Linked DNA regions of Mus musculus: region 1 is linked to region 2. Evidence: chromatin contacts called from public promoter capture Hi-C data. All regions are on one chromosome and are shown on one strand. The core of a region is the stretch at or near the end of the contact, and the rest is flanking DNA. Distances in the headings are between cores, read along the strand shown.

Region 1 (2,713 bases), core at 214-2,713, 320 kb after region 2:
TGGGTATCGTTTTCCACGGAACCATCTTGTCAGTCCCAGATTTAAACCTTTTGAGTACAGACTTCATGAAAGAGTCCCTGTGTTAACAATTTCATCTGGAGCCAGGGACCATGAGGTACACACTAGAGACTGAGGCAGGAGGAAGAACTGCTAGTTCTAGGGCAGCCTTGCTTATATACCAAGATATTACAAATCTGCCTTAAAAAGCAGAAGCTCAAGGCTGGAAAGATGGCTCAGTGGTTAAGAGCATTGGCTGCTCTTCCAGAGGTCCTGAGTTCAATTCCCAGCAACCACATGGTGGCTCACAACCATCTGTAATGGGACCCGATGCCCTCTTCTGGTGTGTCTGAATAGAGTACATATATATATATACACACACACACATATTCTTTCAAAAACAAAACAAAAAGCAGGACTTCAAACCAAAAACCTACAGTCTCATGTTTTATATGCATAATTTATTTGCTTATAGATAAAGTATCCTCTTGGACTTACCAGGTTTTGTGGAAGAATTTGGGCATTTAAATGGGGCTGGTAAGATGGGCCAGCAGATAAAGCCTGAGGGGCTTAGGTTTTTGTTTTGTTTTGTTTTTCCAGATTTATTTATTTATTTTATGCATATGAGCACTCTGTCTGCATGTCAGAAGAGGGCATTAGATCCCATTACATATGGTTGTGAGCCACCATGTAGTTGCTGGGAATTGAACTCAGGACCTCTGGAAGAGCAGCCAGTGCTCTTAACCATTGAGACATTTCTCCTGCCCCAGGAACTTAGTTCTTAAAAGAGAGAACCGACCCCACAAAGCTGTCCTCTGGCTTCCTCTTGTGTATGATGACACAGTGATAAGAAACACAATTTTAAAAATCAAATAAAAATCCAAGATGGATAGCTTAGTGGGAGAGTGCTTGCCCGGCTAGCATGCACACAGCCCTGGATTTGGTCTCCATAACTGCAAAAGTAAAGAAATAAAAATAAATCAATTAAATATTTCAATCGAATGTGCTCACCGGGTTCAAACGCGTCAGTTAAATTGTGAACAGGGCCCATAGAATAAAACCAAGCTATGTGAACCTGCAAGGCCATCTCACATTTTGTGTCCTGTGACTCATGTCAATATTTTTTAAGACATTCATAATAAATACGATCCTTCCATTTTATTTTCACGTAGACTTATCTCCTTTTGCAAAGGTTTGAGCGCTGAGCGTAAGCTTCAACTGAAGAAGAAAGCCCCAGCAACTGAGCAGAGTCGTGGCCGTGGCTGGGGGAAGCCCCTATTGAGGATGCTCGGGCTGCAGAGGCGTCCACAGGAGACCGCAATCATTGGCGCAAGCCCTGGAAACTCATCAACAATGAGAACAGGAACCTGAGCTGAAGGATTTGTGACAACGTGGGCAGAACAGAACAGTGAGAATTTGGGTGGACAGATTTCATAAGAAACTATTAAGCAAGAGGTGTCTGACTAAGCTGGCAACCCAGCCCCAGAAACAGAACAGACCTGGCGACCGTCCTAGGAGGCAGGCTGGAGGCAGGGAGTCAGCTGGATCCAAATCGGGAACAGAGTGGGGGAGGGGCGGCGAGCAGAGCCCGGAAGACCCCAAGGTCCACGGGACATTTTGTCGTCAAGTCTTGGAGTTAAGTGGCCTAGTTCATTACACTTACTTCTGACTGGAGGCAAGGAACAGCTTTGCTGATGGTTGCAAGGGGGCAAGAAGAAAATAATTGACCAATAATTCACCTAAGTGAGCCAAGCAGGCACTAAAAGGCAAAGTGCCATTCAGCCGCTCAGCATCCAGTCTGCTGCGGGGAACGACACAAGCTGAAAGTTTTCACTGATGCCCCAGGAAAACACGGAGCCCCTGGCTCACTCTATTGAAATCCTGGTTAATGCTTTTGTGAGCAAGAAGACTGCGGGAAGCAGCCTGCAAACAGCTATCATGGGAAGCAGAGATGCTCGCAGGGAGTAGGAACAGGTGGAGACTTGGGAGTTGGGGCTACCAGGTCCAGATGAAGAACCATGGTGGATTCGAACCTTCCCCTGTTCATGCCTAGCTCTTCCCGGGTCTTTTCTAAGGTTCCTTTTCCTGTTAATTCACACCTAGTTCAGGGCAAACAGTTAAGGGTTGAGGAGGGGGGGGGGGAGTGCTCACTCTATAGGCTTGGGGGAGCAACCTGCTCTGTGCGATAATCATTTGTCTAGGGCAGATATTTGCAAACCTCTGCTGAGCATCGGGACCTGAACTAGAAGACACCTGCAGTAGCTGCCGCTTCTCCACCCGCCTTACACACCACAGAACGTCATTGGCGCTCTGAGTTTCAATTAATGGGCTGAATGGATGACCTTTGACCTTTGGAATTTTATTTTATTTTATTTTTTTGCCTTGTTGCCAGTTTACTCATGTTTATCTCCATCAGACCCTACATACAAGGTGTTCCTTTAAGGATCATTTTCTTGTTGGGTTATATAAATAATTGAGGAGCCGGAGAGATGGCTCCACAGTTAAAAGAGCTTGCTGTTCTTGCAGAAGACCCAGGTTCAGTTCCCAGCATCCACATGGCATCTCTGAACTGTCTGTAACTCCAGTTCCAGGGCACCAGGCACACATGTGGTACATTGACACACATCAGGAAAACACTCATACATATAAAAAATACTTAAAACAAACTAAATAGTCATAAATGCTTCAACAGGTTGGGTGCAGAATGGCACACTAT
Region 2 (2,700 bases), core at 137-2,636:
CTTCGGCTAGAATGCTCTTTCTCTACACACCTAGCAGCAATAAAAAGCAAGTGCTAGATTGAATTCTTCCCAAACACGGGACATTTTTATGAACCACTTCGCTCATTATGAAGTGGATACTTACTTAATCTCAAATGTACAAAGGAGACACAGAGAAGCAAGCAGGTTCCAAAGGCAGGTCTGAATTCAAGGATGCTGTAAACACTCTCCCCACTCCCCAACAGTTCTCAGTAGGAGTTCAACTCTTTAAATCCCCTCTAACAGCTGATGTTAACACTAGACACTAATTCACATCTTATGCCTCATTAGCCGGAGGATAAATAAGCCCTCTGAATTCAGGTCCGACTGCATCTGGTTAACTTTTGCATCCCCAGCTCCTTGGGAACATGTAATTAACATTAACAAATACCTGTTGGATATTTAAATGAGTGAACACTGCGTCCACGCAGAGATAGCAGCTTAGAATTTCCCTGGGCAGCATCACTAGGCTTACCAGATTGGGATCTATATAGCATGCATCTCAACCTCACCCTTTTGGCAGTGTGAAACTTTATATATTCTTTTGTGACTTCGTCAGGCTGCCACGATTCCTTAAATGCTGCCCACACCCGTCCTTTTCATAACAGGGATTTGTCTTTTGAGAAAATCTTTTAGAGAAGATTTCTAAAACCCTAATATCAATTTTTCACTTCACTGCGGTTCAATTGTCTTCACGCCTCTCCCCTTTAAAAAAAGGTGGTGGTGGGGGGAGCAAATTGGAAATCAATGAGGGGAAAACTTTTTTTTAAAAAGTGAATTTCGAATGCAGAGTAGGAAAACATTCCAGCACATTTGGAATTGGGTCTTCCCGTGCTGCCAAGGTAGCACTGTCCCAGGTGGCACCTTTGAGAGAAAAAAATCCCGAGGGCCATCAAAGCGGAGGAAACAGGTGCTGCTCTAAGCAGGGGTTTGGTGGCATCCAGGGTTCTGGCTCCATCTTTTGACAAAGAGCCCAGAAGCTAAGGCTATCTGGCCAGTAGTCCATCACCTTCGAGGGGGAGGATTTAAAAAAAAAAAACAAAAAAAAAAAAACAAAGGCTAGAGGGGTGGCGGAGCACAGGGAAAGGGAGAGGAAACGTGACAAACGGAAGCAAACTCTCCTCTCCGGGGAGCGAGGTTGGGCTGCGTCCCCTTCCAAGGACCTGAGACGGACTGTCATTTTGTGTTTTCCCCTCCAAGCGGACTACCACCGGGTCTCGTGAGAGCCTCGGCGCCGCCGCCGTGGGGAAGGCCTCCCTCCGAGGGCTCGGGCTGAAGCAACCGCCTCCGGTCAGCTCGCGGACGCCCCGTGGGGGCCACGCCTGCGGTCCCCCACCCCCGGGCCAGGCCTCCTACCCACAAGGCCCCGCGCCACTCGCGCAGGCGCAGAGGCGGCGAGCGTCTCAGGAAGAGGAAAATGGCATAAACAAGTCGGGAGGACCCGGAGCGCGAGCCGACGAGCGAGCGGAGGGCAAGAGTTTAAAAACAAACCGGCGGCTCCCTCCCGCCGTGCCTTTGCCCCACAGCTTCCGGTCGCCGCCGCCTCAGGGTCGTTTCTCCCCGCAGCCCCGGCCGCGCGCCCACCGCGGCGTCCCGCGCGGCCCCTTTAAGGACAGCGGAGAGGGAGAGGGAGAATCCCTGCTCGCCGCCCGCCCGCCCTTCCCCCTCCCCGGGCGGCTCCGGCTCCCTCAGCGGGGCCCAACCCGCCCGCCCGGCTTCCATCCGGCTCCGGCGGCGGCTCCTTCCCGCCCTCGTCTATGGTGGCGGCGGGGGACGCGGCTGCGGCGTGGCCATGAACAGTGGCGGCGGCGGTGGCCTCCCGCCGCCCTCGGCCGCTGCCTCGCCGTCGTCGTCCTCGCTGGCGGCGGCCGTGGCGGTGGCGGTGGCGGCCTCGTCGGGCGTCGGGGGCGTCCCCGGCGGGCCGGCGGCGGCGGCGGGCGTGAAGCTCAAGTACTGCCGCTACTACGCCAAGGACAAGACGTGCTTCTACGGCGAGGAGTGTCAGTTCCTGCACGAGGACCCAGCCGCCGGCGCGGCCCCGGGGCTTGGCCTCCATAGCAACAGCGTCCCGCTGGCGCTAGCGGCCGCGGCCGGGGCCGCCTTTCCTCCGGGAGCGCTCCCGGGCGGGGGAGCGGGGCCGCCCGCGGGGCCCAAGAAGCCGGAGCTGGGCGTCCCGGGGGCGGCGACCGCGGGCGGCGGACTCGATGGCCCGCGGGTGGCGAGTAAGTGAGGCCCGGGCGGGGTGGTGCGGTGCGGGGTTGGTGCGGTCCGGGCGCGGGGAGGAGGCCTGAGCCTGCCCGCTTCCCCTCACCTCCGGGCCGCAGGAGAGGCCTAGGCCCTGCGCAGCCCTCCTTCCTTCTTCCTGTTTCCTCTCTGGGCTCCGCCGCTCGGGGCAAACCCCGGAGCTAGGGGAGGCGGGTTCCCGGGAGCGTGGGTGGACGGACGGTCGTGGTGTAATTGGGGTGGGGTGGGGGGCGCTGGGAGTGGGGTGCGGGGAGCAGGGGGGATGGGCTGCGGAGTGGAAGCAAGGGGGTGTCGCTTCCGGGTTTGTGTGTGTGTGTGTGTGTGTGTGTGTGCGCGCGCGCGCGCGTGTGCGTGGAAAGGGGCTGGGTCTGCGAGCACATGTGTCGGTGCGTGCTCGCGTGGAGCGCGGGCTGCCGAAAGTTGCCGGCTGGGAACTCC

The links. Promoter capture Hi-C pulls out the DNA fragments that hold promoters and counts their contacts.
Region 1: a promoter capture Hi-C map of 3T3-L1-derived adipocytes shows a contact between it and region 2, with 2.2 times the contacts expected there. The contact joins the enhancer-like site here to the promoter of Pan3 in region 2. A contact is called at or near these places in 4 of 39 promoter capture datasets (the 3T3-L1 cell line, 3T3-L1-derived adipocytes, the HPC-7 cell line and 1 more), 1 of 484 Hi-C or Micro-C datasets (bone marrow-derived DN2 thymocytes), 2 of 115 datasets of contacts at active chromatin or transcription factors (bone marrow-derived macrophages and stem cell-derived neural progenitor cells) and 1 of 9 other capture datasets (liver).

The regions. Positions count from the first base shown.
Region 1 is chr5:147,746,833-147,749,545 of GRCm38.p6, forward strand. All of the region lies in intron 1 of Gm35541 (a long non-coding RNA gene), which reads right to left. Among named protein-coding and RNA genes, the nearest start is that of Gm35541, 5.0 kb to the right of the region's middle. Within about 2 kb of position 1,464, at least 75 of the 459 cell types and tissues checked have an H3K27ac peak or open chromatin away from gene starts, as enhancers often do. A contact at or near this core is called in 3T3-L1-derived adipocytes, bone marrow-derived macrophages, liver and 1 more, where this site is marked.
Region 2 is chr5:147,428,770-147,431,469 of GRCm38.p6, forward strand. It overlaps Pan3 (PAN3 poly(A) specific ribonuclease subunit), which reads left to right and starts at 1,387. Exons shown (of 19, transcript NM_028291.5): 1 at 1,387-2,240. The coding sequence starts at 1,811.